Linked DNA regions of Mus musculus: all the other regions are linked to region 4. Evidence: chromatin contacts called from public Hi-C and HiChIP or PLAC-seq data. All regions are on one chromosome and are shown on one strand. The core of a region is the stretch at or near the end of the contact, and the rest is flanking DNA. Distances in the headings are between cores, read along the strand shown.

Region 1 (4,067 bases), core at 584-3,083, 390 kb after region 4:
CCTGTTATCCCAGAACCTCAGAGGTGGAGATAGGAGAATCAGGAGGCAGAGGTCAATCTAGGCTACGTGGCAAGTTTCAGGCCTGCTTAGGCTACTGAGACGCTGCTCCGAAACAGTTCAATTGAGAGGGAAAAAGAATATTTAGAGTGAAGCAGTATTGGAGCACACCTTTCAGAGTTCAAGGCCAGCCCGGTCTATAGAGCAAGTTGCAGGACAGCCAGGGCTACATAGAGAAACCCTATCTCAAAAAAATAACACAAAATAACAACATTATATATATATATATATGTATATATATATACATATATATTATATAGTACTATATAAATATACTAATGTAACTTATAAATTGATAAATTATATTTTGTATTTAATATATTAACTTATATAATATATTGAATATATATATATATAGTGCTTGATTGTAGAACTCTGGCTTGGGCAGAGTTCTGGGTTCAATCACAACACCACAAAATTAATGGACAAATAAATAAAAATAAGTCAACTGGAGAGAGGATATCCACAATCACATGTGCAGCGCAGTGCTCCTCATGGGAGAGAGGAGGCATAACAGTACAGTGCAGACGCGGCGTTTAGTTTATACTGACAGTAAACCTCTACTTCTTTCACAGTGGCACTTGGAGTTTTCTTTTAAAATTCGGGGGTTGGGGTGGAGAGATGACTCTGGTTAAGAGCACTGACTGTTCTTCCAGAGTTCTTTCAGAGTTCTGAGTTAAATTTCCAGCAACCACATGGTGGCTCACAACCATCTGTAATGAGATCTGATGCCCTCTTCTGGTGTGTCTGAAGATAGCTATACTGTACTTAAATATAAATAAATAAATCTTAAAAACAAAATAAAATGCAGGGGTGAACACAGGACCCTGTGAGTATCAGGCAAGTTGTCTGCCACTAAACTACATTCCTAGACTCAACTTTTGTGTCTTTGCAAAAATGAGTTAATCAGAGAAACCCTGTGTTGAAAAATCAAAATCGAAAAAGAAAAAAAAAGTAAAGAAATTGAAAACATTTATTCCTAAAACTCTCTCACCCACGGTCTGCTGTGTGTTTAAACAACCCACCATCAGCCGGTAAGATGGTTTAGTGTAAAGGCTCTTGTGGTTAAACCTCACAACTTTCCATCTCTAAGACCCTCATGGTAGAAGAGAATCTTGACTCCTGAAAGTTGTTCTCTGATCTGTGTGTGTGTGTGTGTGTGTGTGTGTGTGTGTACAAACATACACTGTACCACTTGTGCACACACACAGAAAATAATATAAGTTTTTGTTAAATTCTTATCATCCAACCTTTTCCATGGGGAGTGTTCAGCACACACTACAAAAACAAACAACAACAACAATAACAAAACCCCAGCAAAGCCACCCCTCACCCAACCCCACCCCGCCCCAGCAGCCAGAACTTCACAAGACCAAACACAGGGTCCTCCACTGGAATCATCCTGTTGCAAAAGGGTTGTGGAAACGAACTGCAGGTCAGGATCCATTCACAGGAAGGAATGAAGGGTAAATACTTGTTGATAAAAGATAGCTGTGGAATCTGCAAGAGTGGTGGCTGGTCCTCACAAACACCAGACCTGTAGGACCAGAGCAAACAGGCGCTCTGGGAACTACCAGAAAAGGACTTGCAACCACCTCTCCCTCCAGATGCCTAAGAACCCTGAGGCTACAGAGGTCACAGGGTCCCCTTCCCCCCAACATGGAATTTGCTAGTGCCAGAGGGATCTGAGAATTTAACCTTTCAGCTCAGTGCAGCAGGTCAATACCTGGGGATCTGTTTTATCTCATAGTTCCTACTATTTAAACTCCACCCCTGCACATGTGTTTCTGGCCTCTTTCAGATGTTAGGGCTGGTTCTTTTCTCTATCTTGTTTACCATATAGCATTCGTCCCTCTTCAGCCACATCTCATATGCTCTTTTTCCTAATCTTTCTTCTTTCTCTTATCCTTATCTCTATTTTATTTTATTTTGTTTTATTTTATTTTATTTTTTCTCCAAGACAGGGTTTCTCTGTGTAGCCCTAACTGTTCTGAAACTCATACGGTAATAGACCGGGCTGGCCTGGAACTCAGACATCAACCCGCCTCTGCTTCCCCGGTGCTAGGATTCAAAGCGTGCACCTACGCCCAGCTGTTCTCATTTTACTTCGTAATTAAACCTTCCACAGAGTTCACAATCTCTAAAATCTGTTGGCCCTATGGGCATCCCAACTCCCTTACCAAATACTTTACCCACCTTGATTTTTTCTCTTTTCTTTTCAAAGTTGACTAATATTTAATCCTTAGCTTTACCCACCCTACTTTCTTTCCACTTCTAATCTTATTAACTAAAATGTACGCAAACCCCATAGTCTCCTTGGTTATTTAAGCTCTGACAGTTACTGAGGCTGAAAGGGCCACTGTGTTGCTGGGTTAGTACGTTTGCAGAGCAGTGATAGCAAGCAGCGGTGGTTGTTCTTCCACTTGATAACCATCTCAGGGATACTGTAGAACTGACCCAGGCACTCTCAAGTTCCTGAGCTGAGGGATCGTTCTCTGATTACACACTCAAGAGTACATATTCGGGCCGGGCGTGGTGGTGCACGCCTTTAATCCCAGCACTCGGGAGGCAGAGGCAGGCGGATTTCTGAGTTCGAGGCCAGCCTGGTCTACAAAGTGAATTCCAGGACAGCCAGGGCTACACAGAGAAACCCTGTCTCAAAAAACCAAAAAAATTAAAAAAACAAAAAAAAAAAAAAGAGTACATATTCAGGTCTCCCTTAAACACTGCAAATGTTTCAGCTAAAAGAATATGGCAGAGAAGAAAAAAGTTGAGCAACAAAGTAACATGTTTAAATCTCAATACAGTAACATAGGAAACATGAAAAAAAAATCAAGACACTATATATATGCCCTTAAAAAAATCAATAACCCTATAGTAATGGCATCTAGTGAAAATTAGTTACATTAAGTCCCCAAAAGAGAATTTATAATGGTTATAAGTATGTCAAAGACACAGAGCTGCCCGAAAAAAGGAAAATGATACATGATCTGAAAGAGGAATTCAACAACATAAAATAATTTCCTCTATTCTCTCTGATCGCAATGGAATCAGACTACAAATCAATAGCAAGAAAAGCCCTGGACCACACACAAACTCATGAGATTAAACAACACACTATTCAGCAATGAGTGGATCCTTGAAATAATAAAATCACTAAAACCAACTAAAAATAACAACACACCAAGCAGACTCTATGGAACACAAATGCAAACAGTCTAAAAGAGGAGGGTGGTGGTTCCAGTCAGTCAGGGGAGTCAGAAAGAAAGCTCAAATCAGTAACTTAATGATACACCTCAGAGCTCTAGACAAGGAAGAACAAAGCCAAAGTCAAATCACAAGATACAAAGGGATCAGTACGATTGGGGCAGAAATTGATGGCATAGAAACAAAAGGAGCAATACAAAGAATCAATAAAATGCAGACTTAGTTCTGTGAAAATGTAAAGAAGACACTCAAAACCTTAGCCAAACTAACCAACAAAAGAAAGAAGACTCAAATTTTAAAAACCAGAGATGGAGCCGGGCATGATGAGCCACACCTTTAATCCCAGCACCTGGAAAACAAGGCAGATGGACCCCTGAGTTCAAAGCCAGCCTGGTCTACAGAGTGAGTTCCAGGACAGCCAGGGCTACACAGAGAAACTCTGTCTCAAAAAATAAAAAACAAACAAACAAACAAAAAACCACCATGTGCTTTAACAGCCATTTCTTCACCCTGTAATCTGTATTTTAAAATTTTTTAAAGCTTTATTTATTATTATATGGCAGACATCTCATTATGGATGGTTGTGAGTCACCATGTGTTTGCTGGGATTTGAACTCAGGGCCTTCGAAAGAGCAGTCACTGCTCTTAACCACTGAGCCATCTCTCCAGCCCCCTTAAATTTTTATTTACATTATACTCTGCTTCCAGGTATGTCTGTGTGAGGGTTGGATGCCCTGGAACTGGAATTACAGACAGTTGTGAACTGCCATGTGAGTGCTGGGATTTGAACCTTGGTCCTTCGG
Region 2 (4,132 bases), core at 352-2,851, 430 kb before region 4:
TAAAAAAGGAACCATCAAAGATCATGTGCAAAGAATAAGGATATAAAGAATGTTGGGGTCATACTAAAATGATACAAACAGGCCTGAAGGGACTTCCACCAATCTGTACAATTTTAATATCAAAATAAATGGCTCATAGAGTAAGATGGAAAAGCAGGAATTCATGTTGCTATAAACAAATCACTCGTGAAAAATAAATACAAGGAAGGGGGATCTCTTGATTAGAGTAAAATGAAAATGAATAAATGGAGAAGAAATACTCTTCCTCCACCTTCTTCAGCAGAAACTCACTATGCAGCCCTGGATGCTCTAGAACTTGCTATGGAGTCCAGGCTAGCCTTAAACTCACAGAGATCCACTTGCCTCTGCTTTCCAAATGCTGGGAGTAAAGAGTGTGTCACAAATACACAGCAGAAGTAGTTGTTGTTGTTATTGTTATTATTATTATTATTATTATTAGTAGTAGTAGTAGTAGTAGTAGTATTTTGGTTTTGTGAGACATGATTTCTCTGTGTATCCTTGGCTATCTTGAAACTCACTTTGTAGACCAGGCTGGCCTTAAATTCAAAGATCTGCCTGCCTTTGCCTCTAGAGTGCTGGGATTAAAGGGTGTGTGACATGCCCAGTAAATTATTCTTTAAAAAACAAAACAAAAACACCTGTGTGTGATGGCAAATACCTCCAATCTCCTCACTTGGGAGAATAAGGCAGGACGACTGCCCTGAGTTTCAAGTCATCTGGACTACCCAAAGATTTTCAGTTCATCTAAGCTAAGAGTCTCAAGAAACCAAAACAAATTAAAAACTGGAAAATAAAAGGCATTATGGGACATCTCTTTAACCTTAGCTCTTGGGAGACAGAGGCAGGCAGAACTCTACAAGTTCTAGGCTAGCCTGGGCCACACAGGTGAGACCCTGCCCCAAGATAAATAGATAAACAAACAAATAAAATGTTATCTCTGGATAACAACAAGCATCCACACATCCCCTTTACAGATCGTATTAGTTCAGCTTTATGAACACATACTCCTTTTATTTAAAACAAAAAAATCTGTAATCCCCAACAGCAGCTTCAACAAAAATAACAGAAGCATCAGGTCCCCACACTGCTGCTGAGAGAGCACTGCACCCAGCACACCCAGCACACCCAGCACACCCAGCACACACAGCACGCTGCCTCTGCCATGAGAGGAGCAGATGACCCAGGCAGGGGGACTAATGCTGACAAAGACAAACCACCAGAGATGGTACTGAGATTGATGGAAATTCTGATTGGACTTCACAGTAACCATGGCAGTAAACACACATGACAGACCGTGCTGTGATGCCAGCGACTGACTCTTCTCCGAGGCTAACCAAGACATACAAGCACTGCCACTCACCTGGCATCATCACTCATTGCGGTGTGGTCAATAGGTGCCATGAAACTCAGGAGCTTGCTAAGGACATGGAACCTAAATAAAGCCAGAAGACAAACAGCAAAGTCAGTAACCATTAACTCAGCAAAAGAAACACGTGACCAGCTAAACCCCATGACTGATCCATGAACTTTGGTTCCACAGTGGAGTGTGGGAAAGTTCACAGGCACTTGTAACTCTCTTCTCTCTTTTCCTCTTAATGCAACAGGAAACAGCCTGGTACTAGAGCAGTGAAAACAGCAGGGCTGTGCTGGCACATGGCTCTGGCAGCGACCTCTGAGTCTAAGGCCAGCCTGATCTACAGAGTGAGTTTCAAGACAACCTGGAAAGAGAAACCCTGTCTCAAACACACACACACACACACACACACACACACACAACTAGTGAAAATGACAGTTTAACAAAGATCCATTTAGCTCACACAGAGGAAAGGGCAGATACAGGTGAGCCATTCCAGACAAGTCAATGAGGACCCAGCTACCCTAGCCTCCTCCTTTGTGTGGGTTTTAGTCATCCATGCCATGATTATGATGTCACCTACACACACAGGAACCAGCAGCACTGACACCTTCACTCTCTGGCACTTGTCCCCGAGCCAGGAGACTCCTATAAAATCCATCACTTCCACAGGGACTCTGCTGGGTCCTTCACATGAGGTGCCACCTTTAGCTGAGGGAGCACAGCTAAGTTCTGAACAACTCCAAGGCCAATATTTAGTTTGAAATGCCATGAAATTTAAGCTACCTCACCCATACTATCTGTCAAAAAATAAAGGCATTTTTGTGTACAGTCATTTGAAATTTATAGCTCTTGGCTCTAACAATTTAAAAATTCAAAGTAATAAAATAATGTAGAAATTTTCCATTCTCCTTTCTCTCCCTTTTTACTCTCTCACTGTGTAGTCCAAGATGGCCTCAAGCTTTTGATCAAGCTTTAGCTTCCTAAGTGCTGAGCTTACTGGTTATGCCATCACTGCTGGCCTCTCTCAATTCTTTGGAAGAATATACATTTATTTCCAAGAGAAATTACATTAGATAGAATAACAGAATGCTTACTGTTTACCAGATATCTCTACACATTATTTGAACCCATGCCTCCCAATGGTTCCTTCTGGAGAAACCCTAATAAGCTATAGTTTTATACATAGCCCCATTGTGCAACCTGAGCCTAACAGTAATGAATGAAGCGGCCACTTATACATACTGTTAATAACATCCTTTAAATACCTGTGGAGAAGAAGTAATGACAGGTACAGAAAAAGGAGTGGAACTGGGCAAAGAAAGAAACACTAGGGTAGCCAACTGACAGGACAGTAACAGCAATGGCAACCAATACTGTAGCACGTCTGAGAGCTCCACCGACCATCTTCACTGACTCTCACCACAAACTGCTTCTGAGTATTATCATCTCCCGTTTACAAATGAAGAAACCAGCATCAAGAGTTTAAGTTCTGGGCTGGAGAGATGGCTCAGCGGTTAAGAGCACTGACTGTTCTTCCGAAGGGCCTGAGTTCGGGTCCCAACAACCACATGGTGGCTCACAACCATCCGAAGTGAGATCTGACGCCCTTTTCTGGTGCATCTGAAGACAGCTACAGTGTACTTACATATGATAATAAATAAATCTTTAAAAATAAAAAAATAGTTCAAGTTCTCTCCTAAAGTAAGCATCAGTCAGTCACTGTCAAAGCTGGAATCCAAACTCAGGCAGTGTGGCTTGAGTCACCCTCATTAATTTCAACAGTAACAATGTCCAGAGAAGCACCAGAGCTACATCAACAGAGAAGTGGAAAACATTCTAACAGTTTAGGCTGCAAGGTAAGGAAAGTAGTAGCTCCTGTGCACTTCTGCAAAGCTGCACCAGCACTTCCTGGTAAGGTTTGATAAATCCCAAACAAGGTACAGTGACTATGAAGTCTGCTTGTGCGAAGTTGGCTCTCCCTTGTCTCAACAGGGTTTTGCTAGTTCCCCAGGCTAGCTTCCAACTTACACTGCTCCTGACTGTACCTCCTAGTGCAAAGCTACAGACAATTTACAAGTGAGACAGATCCATATTTGTCTAAAGAAAATGCAATAAAGAGGATCTTTAACTCTTTAATGGTGTAGGACGAACGGACACGGACACGGACACACACACACACACACACACACACACACTATTTATATATAGTTATACATCTAATCCAATAAGGTAAGGATGTTTTTTGCTGAACTATCAGCAGACTCTTTGACACTGAGGCTTTATCAGATAGCACTGTCCTACTCTGGCCCCAGGATATAAATCTAAAAGTCTAGCAATGTCAGTTCCTACTCTCTTGCTCTGTCTTTTGTATGTTTCTTTTTTAAAAATATTTTTTATTATTTATTTATGCATGCATGTGTAGGTCTATATGAGTATGTCTGGCTCCAGGGGATGTAGAGTTACAGGCGTTGTGAGCTGCCTGATATGGGTGCTGGGAATCAAACTCATGTCCTATGCAGGGACAGCATCTGCATCTTCTCCAGACTCATCATTAGTTCACATTGGAGTGTTTTCATAGCATCAAAAATGCTTCTATTTTCCCACAAAAATTATATTCCTCATCATCTAAGTATACTATTAATATTTTTAAAGTCCTCCACTTTTGTCTTTTTAAAGCTAAAATAATCATTCTGATTTTGTTTTCTAATTATTTCTTTTAGGGAAACATTTGCAGTATTTTATACATCCACTGAC
Region 3 (4,483 bases), core at 1,535-4,034, 480 kb after region 4:
ACCCAGGGTTCAACACCTAGCCTCTCCACCACTATAGCCTCTCCACCACTATCCTTCTCTAGCTTGTACCTCTGTTCCCAGCTCTGAGTATTGATCTTTCCCCAGCACTCCCCTTCTGTATATACACACAGACACAGACACACACACACACACACACACTCCATTCCCCTCAAGTTCTGTGTTCAGGGAGACCTGAGAATAACTAAAAAGTGACACAATCTTCATTTGGAAAAGATTTTCCTTTGCAGGAGTCCTGAGCACCGTTTAGGCTCATGTTCCTTTCCTTATGTCTGCTACAAGCACATGATTGCCTTTTTCATTCATATATAGTTATGTATATTAAGGCCTTCCTTGTATAGCAGAGATTGTCTTGAATCCCCTATGTAGGGAAGAATGGCCCTGAACATAGGTTTTTTTTTTCATCTGCTAATAACGACTAAGAGGAGGCCTTTAATTTTTTAAAATCACTATGCATTTTTGGGTGTGTGTGGGGGATGCTATGTTACATGTTTGGGGGTGGGATCAGAGGACAACTTAATTTCTTTTTCCATGTAAGTTCTGGGGAGTGACCTCGGATAGTCAGGCTTGGCAGCAAGGACCTCTACCTGCTGAACCATCTCACAAGCCCTGAGAGGAGGTTTTGAGACCACAAAGGGTTAAAACTAGAAGACAGCTGTATCAGTTCATCACATGGCTACAGCATCTGCCCATTTTCTGCCTATCTCAGGAAACCCTAGAGCCTCATCCAGAGACAACTTGCCTAGTCTGAGAGAATCAGAAGAGGAAAAAAAAAATCCTTTCCTGTTGCTACTGCGGTCCACTAAGACATTTAAGTCAGGAATGTTCGTAGCCACTGGACTGTATGTCTACCTTGGATCCATGTCCACACTGCAAGTTGGAGATGGATAGAAGTAATGTTCTTATTCATAAACATTCCCACTCATTCCCTCTTCTTTTGATTCTAAGCTATGAAGAGCTCAATAAGGAAAAACGTCCCTTATCATTTGGGTGAATGATATGGTCATTTTTGGGGAGGTAACCTCAGTTGAAAAAAAAATGCTTCCACAAGATAAGATCTGGCTCTTAGGCGGGCCTGTAGGGCATTTTAATTAGTGATTGAGGCCATGGTGGATAGTGCTGTATCTGGAGTGGTGGTCCTGGAGTCTATAAAAAATCAGGCAGGGCAAGCCATGAGTAGTAAGCCAGTAAGCAGTACTTTTTCTAGGCCTTTTTACAGCTCCTGTCTCAAGGTTTCTGCCTGGTTTAAATTTCTGTCTTGGCTTCCCTCAGTGGACTTAGGATCTGTATGTCAAATAAAGCCTTTCTTCAACAAGTTTTTTGTTTGTTTATTTTTTCGAGACAGGGTTTCTCTGTGTAGCTCTGGCTGTCCTGGAACTCACTCTGTAGACCAGGCTGGCCTCGAACTCAGAAATCTGCCTTCCTCTGCCTCCCAAGTGCTCGGAGTTCGGAGTGCCCCACCATTGCCCAGCCAGCGAGTTTCTTTTGGTCTTGGTGTTTCGTCACAGCAATAGAAACCCTAACTAAGACATATGGCCATGGAAATGAGTTTTTTTGGCCTTGACCACGACCTCCAGCTAACTCTTGACACTGATGACATGCCTAAAAAGTCTACTTTAACCTGTATGATAGGCAAAGGTACTTTTACGAATTCCTTGTTGGTCATACCTAGCCGCCTAGTCCACATCTAGGCAGGAGCATCATGTCCAAATTCCAGGCCCGTTTATTATTTTTAAAAGAATTATATCTTATTAAAAAAGATTTTTTGGAAGGGACAGTGTTTTCAAACTTGGTGGCACTGGACTGGCTTAGAACTTGTTATGTACACCAGTGCTGGGAATATAGGGAATATAGTGCATGTGTTACTGGAATCCCATAAAAAGAGATTTTGGTACAGGTTACTAGGTGCTCAGGGGAAAGATATATGGGAAAGCTAGGAGTGTGATTGTGGGTTTCTTTAAGCAAGAGCTCCCGGCCTACGACTACTTGAGACTCCATGAACCCTTAAGACGTATCCAATGCCATCTTGCAAAGCCCCAGGTAGTCTTCTTAGACTCTCTATGGATCCCTATATTGTGCAACAAGTTCCCCCTTCCAAAGTCTGGGGCCTCTCCATTTCCAGATGTTCACGAACATCCATTCCTATGACAGTAACCATTAAGGACTCCAACAAAATTTCTTACAGGCCCCCTTATTCAGAGCAAGACGTACTCAGCAGGGGACTGAACACGGACTGCCAGCCTAGACTCCCGGAAGGTAAACACAGCGCCGCGGGCGGGGTGGAGGGCGGGCTCGGGCAGCCTGAGTGGTCAGGTAAAAGTGATTGGCAGCTGCCACGTCCACGTGCTTTTAGCTTCAAATCAGCTGTCGCGAGAATTCGATGTAAACACACCAGTATACCTGGCTTCGGGCTCCTCGCTGGAGACTTCTGGCTGAGGTCCGCAGGTATTTGGTGCATGTAGCGTTTCCTTAAAACAGAAAATCCACCAAGGTGCCTCTTCCAGGCCCGCAGACACGCCTGCCTTTTCTCCCCTGCCGCCTGCATTCACAACCGAACCTGACCCACCCGCTTCACCCGAACTTCCATACTGTTGTGTTTTCCCTCCAGCCCCAGCGGATTGGATGGATTCTGAAGGCGGGTCCGCCTCTTTCCTACTCGCTGGTTGGCGAAGCTGACCTCCAAGGGCGGTGCCGCGCCGGGGCCAGTTTGCTCCTGGGATTGGCTGATGCGGTGGTTCCGCCGAGGCGTGGTAGGAAGTGCTAGCCGTCAATCACGAGGGAGACTCCAAACAGTGAGCCTGAAGCTGGAGAACAGCGTTTACCGGCGGAGCGGCCGGTGAGAGGGCTGGCGGGTCTTTGGCTTAGGGGAGGTTTGGAGAGGGAAAGGGACAGGCAGCATGAGGAAACAGGGCTTGACCAGCCCCAGTTGACGGGGAAAGGTGCTGAAACTGGAGGAGAGCTGGGCAAGAGGCCAGAGGGCGGCCGGGGGCAGTGGTGGTAGGGCTTTGGAGGTGAAGTGTGGAGTGTTGTTCCCGTGACTTTGGGGAGAGTGGGGCCCGAGGGGCTTTCGAGGAGCTGTTCTCAAGTGACAAGGCCTTTAAAGGACAGAGGTGGGGAGACTGGTTCGGGTAATAGAGGGTGGAATGAAGATGAGAGTACTGAGGGGTCTGGTGAAAGGTACTGCCTAAGAAAGGGGTAGCTGGACTAGTTGGGACAATGGGTTGTTTGGGTTGTATAGGAATGTGGGGATCAACAGTTTGGGGTTTTTCAAATGAGGTGGTACAGTGAACCCTTCTTAAAAGTGATGCTTTTAGGCTGTGGGCTTTCCTGAGCCTTGTAAGACATCTTTAGTTCTGTTGCCAGTCCCCCTTTAACCATAATGAAGCAGACTCTGTACTCTCCAAACCACCTCTATGATTCAGAAACTCATTAGATAGTCAAGGTCTGGGACTTACTTAGACTGTGGGAAAATCCAGAGGCTCCTTATATTATACGAGTTTATATTCCAAATTTGTTTACACGCTGGTGATTACGTTACAATAGCTGGAGGTTAAAATATTATTTAAATGTGGCTACACAGTTTTATCTGTCCTCAACAGATTTATCTGAAGGCAGAGTGGTATCCTGTTACGTGTATTTGTTCTGAGGCTCACATGGGCCATCTGGTCTTTATATGGCTGTGCCCTTAAGGTTGACTTTGAACTCCTGATCCTCCTGCCTCTGCCTCTCAGGCATGCATATGCATCACCACCTGTGACCAGCTTTTTAAATTATTATTATTATTATTATTATTATTATATTTTTAAAAATAAAATACTAAGAATCTCAGGCTTACATTGCCCTTGAACTCAAGGCAATTTCCTTGCCTCAGCCTCCTGGGAACTGGAACTGCTGGTATGTTATGTCCCACTGAGCTTTATATTTGCATTTCTTTATTTTTCTTTTTTTAAAGATTTATTTATTTTTATATATGTAAGTACACTGTCGCTGTCTTCAGATATACCAGAAGAGCGCTTCATAACCCATTACAGATGGTTGTGAGCCACCATGTGGTTGCTGGGAATTGAACTCAGGACCTGTGGAAGAGCAGTCAGTGCTCTTAACCCCTGAACCATCTCTTCAGCCCTATATTTGTTTTTCTAAGTGATCCTGTGTTATATAGTTCCCATTTAGTTCTCTGTCTCTTTTCCTCCTAGTTATAAATTATAGGAAGATTCTGCCAAAGACTGAACTGTCTTGACTTTCAGATACTGCATAGTTCAAGGTCAGCCTCAATTCCTGGGTAAGACCCTATCTTAAAAAAAGAAAAGTAACTTCCTGGGTGTGGTGGGTACACACCTATAATCCTATCAGTTGGGCTGGCAGGTCTCTGAGAGATCTAGGCCACAAGTTTCTGGGAAAATTCATGGTTTGTCACAGTTTGGCAAAGGGATATTTAATGAATAATCGTACACCTCTCCTTCTG
Region 4 (4,338 bases), core at 817-3,316:
TCCATCGAAGTGAACCAGTCAATAGCTTCCCTAATTTTTTAAAAGTACTGAAGCTCTTGAGACTGGCAAAAAGGCTCAGACTGGCATCTCCACAATGACTTGCATTTTACATAAAATGCTAAAACCTTCAGTACATAACTACACTTTTTTTTTTTTCAGGAAGATAACCGATCTGCCTTTGAGTGGAAAAAAAGTCAAAGGCTGGAAGACTTATCTACATCAGATCACAATGGGCGAGTGCAAAATCCAGGAGCGTCAGCATCAAAATGAAGATTTCAAAACTTGTTCGGAGAAGGTTCATTTAACTGTGGTAAGCAACTGCATTTACTTCCTGCTCAGAATCAACTCAAATTTCTGCCATTTCCTTTTAAAGGAAACAGTACTACAACACCGGGTAGAGGGGTCGGCAAAGGTATACCAACACCAAGTCTTAAAACAACCATCTTCCCACGTTTGTGTTTTTCTATCCACAATGAGCAGTCAGTTCTTCATACTACTTTACAGTCAATAACTTGGTCTTGGGCTACTTGTAAACCAAAAAAATGCCACGAAGGCCCATTTTGAAGAGTCATGGCTTAACCCAACCATTTCAAGAATTATAATGTACTAGGCAATGTGAGACGTATTAGGAAATCAAATCATTTAGGTGGAATCTTCGCTGTGCAAGAGAATGTCACTCTGCCCTCAGTAATTACACTTATGTAGAGATAGCTACAGTGTTCAAACGGGAAACACACAGGTAACAATGCAGCTGCGACATTTTCAACTAATTGAGCCTCCCGGAGGGTAAGTGCTTTCTGGAGAGGACAGGCCCTAAACGCCCCAGCTCCTTCAACCCTTCTCCCCGGCGCGTGCTTAGGCAAACAGCGTCTCAAAGGCAGGCCTAAAGGCCAAAGGTTCGGAGAGGGAGGAAGACCCGAGCAGGGGACCTCCAAGTGCCTTCGGGGCGCTGGATCTGGGGCCTGCCAAGGGTACCGAGAGGCCCCGCTGCAATGGCGAGTTCGTGGGGCCCATCGGAGAGGCGGCCTCGCCTAGGAGTTGCAACACACTCTTTCTCCAGTGCGCAGCGCTCGGCCTGGGGGAGGGGAAACAGCTGCCAGGCCGGGGAGCAGCGGGCCCATCCCGGCCCGGCCCGCTCAGCCCGCTCGCTCACCGTCAGGGTGTCGTCTATGTAGAGGGGGATCTGCCTCCTCTCGAAGGGGAACTCCTCCTCCCCGTCCCTGCACACTGCCACCAGTCGCGCCATCGTCCCCGACGCTGCCGTTGCCACCGTCACCACCTCCTCCCAGCTGCTGCCGCCGCCGCTGCTCCTGCCGCCGCCGCTGCTGCTGCCTCCTCCCAGCTCCTGCCTGCAACAGCCAAACCCCGCGAGCGTAAGCACCCGCCACCTCGCAGCACATTCGCCACGGGTGAAAGGGGTGGGGGGGCGCGGAGCGAGAGAGGACAGGAGAGCCGCGCTGCGTTTCCCATCACCCGATTCCACACGCGCTCAGCCAATCAGCGCCCCGCAGCGCCGGGACCCGCCCCCTCGCGCCGCCTGCCCTCCCCCACCCAGACCCCCCCTCCCCACCCACCCACCCCCCCCCCCCCCGCCCGCCGGCCTCCAGTCAGGGTCCAAAGGAGAGGCGGAAAAGGACCTGCTGGCCCCGGGACATCCCCGCCCAGCTCGGGAGTCCGGGCTCCAGAAGCCCATCCCCGCCTCGGCTACACAGCCCAAGCCCGCACCCCCTGCCGCTGACCCCTTCTCTCCTGGCTGAGCGCCCCGCCCAGGGTGGCCCCCTAGGCTGCAGTTGCCCGGCGCCACCCCGCCCCTGGGAGGGGTCGACCCTGCCTCGGCTCTGCAGAGTTGGGGTGGGGGCGAGCTCAGACCCCAGTCCTCACCCGGGTCGGAGAGAGAGAGCTCTCGGTTCTGACCTTCACTGACTTCGAGGACGCCTCCCTGACCCCCACCTCTGCTCCCCGTTACCGGCTGACGAGGCCCGCGTCAGGGCCGGCCTGGGCGGGAGCGCGGCTGCGATTGCCGTTTCCTCTCCAGGCTCAGTCAGCCGCTCGCGCCACGGGGAGTGTGGGAGGGAGGGCGGGGGACGTGGGGAGGGTGGGGCCGGGGAGGGGGGGCCGCGAACTCCAGGCGGGGCCTGCCTCTTCTCGCGAGACCGCGGCCGCCTCGCTCGTGTCCCGACTTTCGAAATCGGCTTGTACGGGTGGGGGGAACCCCCTGTGCTGTCGCGCTCGGCTGACCTGCGTGGTGCCCCGGATTTACCAAAACGAGCGTGAAAATAGGGCCAGTGGGGAGGCCCAGCAGGAGCAGCCGGGGTCCCTGCCAGTGACGACCCGGGATCTGCTCTCTGGAGACCGGTGGGGTGGAAAGCCCACTGGGGGGGGGGGGGAACCCAGATAAGACTTGGGTGAGCGATGAAGAGCTGGCGCTGTCGAGGTCTAGGAGAATGGACACTGCAGAGACCTTTGACCTTGTTTTCCAGGTTGCACACATGCGGACTTCCACCCCTGTAAGACTGGAGGAAAGGGCTCTGCTACCCTGACTCACCCAGAGCCGGCCGCCTTATGGGGACTGCAGCAAGATGGATGGAAAATATGTGCAGGATCTGTTGTTACAATAGACAGAAAACTGAACTGTAGTCTATGTGTAGCTTCCGACCAAAGGAACTTCTTGAGTTAATATTAACTTAAGGGACTCCCTTGGGCAAAGTTACTGATAGTGGCCAAAGGCCCTTCGGTCTGACCATCTTCCGAGAACCAGAGCTGCTGTAAAGAGAGTTTCCTCTGCACTCTTGACTACTGCCACGTTCTCAGGTACTAGTCTACGGAGGTCCATTGTAAAGCCAAAAAGATGGAAAATGTTTTGTCTTGATGGTTTTAATAATAAATCCATTCGCTGCTTGTACAACTACCAGATCTTAAGGACAGATCGAATATTTTCTGGTAAAATAGGGTAAAGCTGTTGTTACTGACCTTTAAAAGTATTTTGATCACATGAAGTCTTTCAAGTCACAACCAAAAAAAAAAAAAAAAAAAAATCCCACAGTGCATCCTTAGCCTTGTTGACTTATGACATTGTGTGGTCATTGTTAGAGTAGGTGACATAATAAACTGGAAGAACCATTGTGTGTTCCCAAAGGTGTGATTATCCAGTAAATATGTCTTTGGGCCATACTAAAAGCAGAACAGTGCGATCCTTAGTTGAAGTCCAGTTTTTCACGCACCTTCTGACAGGTTAAAATACATAGTAAAACTATGGACATTTTTAGAGAATCTTGTGTTTTATGTCTACAACTACTACAATCTATGTACCTACTTTGATTAATTGAATTTTAGGTTATGCTTGGTAACAAATATTGAGCCAATATGTATATAGCTACTAGCTTTAATTTTCACTATTAAATATACACCAGGTACTAGGAAAGAACCAAGCTATGAAAAAAAAAAAAAAAAAAAAGGCAGTTGACAAGCTAAAATACCTCTGTTTTCACTATAATGGCTGTATTAGATAAGGTAGTAAATCACTGGCATAATGTTATTTAAATTAGTACATCTGAAAATCTGTAAGCTGGATTTTCCTTTTCTTGATCTGACAGTATGAGTATATTCTATCAATTAAAAATAGAAACATGGGCTGTAAAGTTGGCTCAGTAGTTAAGAGCACTGACTGCTCTTCCAGAGGTCCTGAGTTCAATTCCCAGCAACCACATGGTGGCTCACAACCATCTGTAATTCTGATGTTCTCTTCTGGTGTGTCTGAAGACAGCTACAGTGTACTCATATAAATAAAATAGATCTTTAAAAAAAAAAAATACAAGCCCAGTATAGTAGCATACACCTGTAACCCCAGCACTTGGAGAGGCCAAGGCAGAGTGCTTACCATAAATTCAAGACCAGATTAGACTGCACAGACCCTTTCTCAAAATAGGAATTAAGTAGACATATTGCATATTTTTAATAAACATAAATGAGAATGTAAGCTCCTTAAAGGCATCTGTTTATATTCCTGGCACCTATACCCGACACAGAGCTCAGTAAATCAATTGTGATCTTTCTCTTCTGAAAAGCAATCTAATCAGGAGTTCTGCCTACTAATTCTGATTTTATGAATTCATTAGCTTTTCTTTAGGACATTAGGAATTGGAAGAGGGGAAGCACAGTGTACATTTTGTCCTTTTCAGTTAACGCCTGTAATTATCAAAGATATAAACTTAGACTAGAAAAGTATGGAGGGCTGAGGATATAGTGGTAGAACACTTGGTCTAGCAGGCTCTAAGCCCAAGGTTCAGTATCCAGTATCACAAAAATAAGTACGTAAATACCATAATATTAAATAAGAAA

What was found. Hi-C and Micro-C count contacts between places; a contact is called where the count stands out from the background. HiChIP or PLAC-seq counts read pairs in DNA pulled down with a chosen protein or histone mark.
Region 1: a contact with region 4 is called in an H3K27ac HiChIP or PLAC-seq map of extraembryonic endoderm stem cells. The contact joins the enhancer-like site here to the promoter of Ggnbp2 in region 4. A contact is called at or near these places in 4 of 39 promoter capture datasets (liver, neutrophils, pre-B cells and 1 more), 2 of 115 datasets of contacts at active chromatin or transcription factors (embryonic limb bud and extraembryonic endoderm stem cells) and 2 of 9 other capture datasets (adipose tissue and embryonic stem cells).
Region 2: a Hi-C map of liver shows a contact between it and region 4, with 1.7 times the contacts expected there. The contact joins the enhancer-like site here to the promoter of Ggnbp2 in region 4. A contact is called at or near these places in 3 of 39 promoter capture datasets (hippocampal neurons, pre-B cells and stem cell-derived epiblast-like cells), 1 of 484 Hi-C or Micro-C datasets (liver), 3 of 115 datasets of contacts at active chromatin or transcription factors (bone marrow-derived macrophages, embryonic stem cells and fetal liver) and 2 of 9 other capture datasets (adipose tissue and liver).
Region 3: a contact with region 4 is called in an HNF4G HiChIP or PLAC-seq map of pancreatic cancer cells. The contact joins the promoter of Bcas3 here to the promoter of Ggnbp2 in region 4. A contact is called at or near these places in 1 of 39 promoter capture datasets (erythroid cells), 3 of 484 Hi-C or Micro-C datasets (B cells, CD4 T cells and thymic regulatory T cells), 5 of 115 datasets of contacts at active chromatin or transcription factors (astrocytes, large pre-B cells, memory CD8 T cells and 2 more) and 1 of 9 other capture datasets (liver).

Annotation. Positions count from the first base shown.
Region 1 is chr11:85,254,003-85,258,069 of GRCm38.p6, forward strand. No RefSeq gene overlaps it. Among named protein-coding and RNA genes, the nearest start is that of Appbp2os, 21 kb to the left of the region's middle. Within about 2 kb of position 1,834, at least 25 of the 459 cell types and tissues checked have an H3K27ac peak or open chromatin away from gene starts, as enhancers often do. A contact at or near this core is called in embryonic stem cells and extraembryonic endoderm stem cells, where this site is marked.
Region 2 is chr11:84,441,185-84,445,316 of GRCm38.p6, forward strand. It overlaps Aatf (apoptosis antagonizing transcription factor), which reads right to left. Exons shown (of 13, transcript NM_019816.1): 12 at 1,382-1,453. Among named protein-coding and RNA genes, the nearest start is that of Aatf, 70 kb to the right of the region's middle. Within about 2 kb of position 1,602, at least 35 of the 459 cell types and tissues checked have an H3K27ac peak or open chromatin away from gene starts, as enhancers often do. A contact at or near this core is called in adipose tissue and liver, where this site is marked.
Region 3 is chr11:85,350,380-85,354,862 of GRCm38.p6, forward strand. It overlaps Bcas3 (breast carcinoma amplified sequence 3), which reads left to right and starts at 2,785. Exons shown (of 24, transcript NM_001166643.1): 1 at 2,785-2,854.
Region 4 is chr11:84,868,724-84,873,061 of GRCm38.p6, forward strand. It overlaps Ggnbp2 (gametogenetin binding protein 2), which reads right to left and starts at 2,067. Exons shown (of 14, transcript NM_001364114.1): 1 at 1,882-2,067; 2 at 1,154-1,349. The coding sequence starts at 1,246. Ggnbp2os (gametogenetin binding protein 2, opposite strand) reads left to right here and starts at 1,282. Exons shown (of 2, transcript NR_131201.1): 1 at 1,282-1,373; 2 at 2,481-2,908.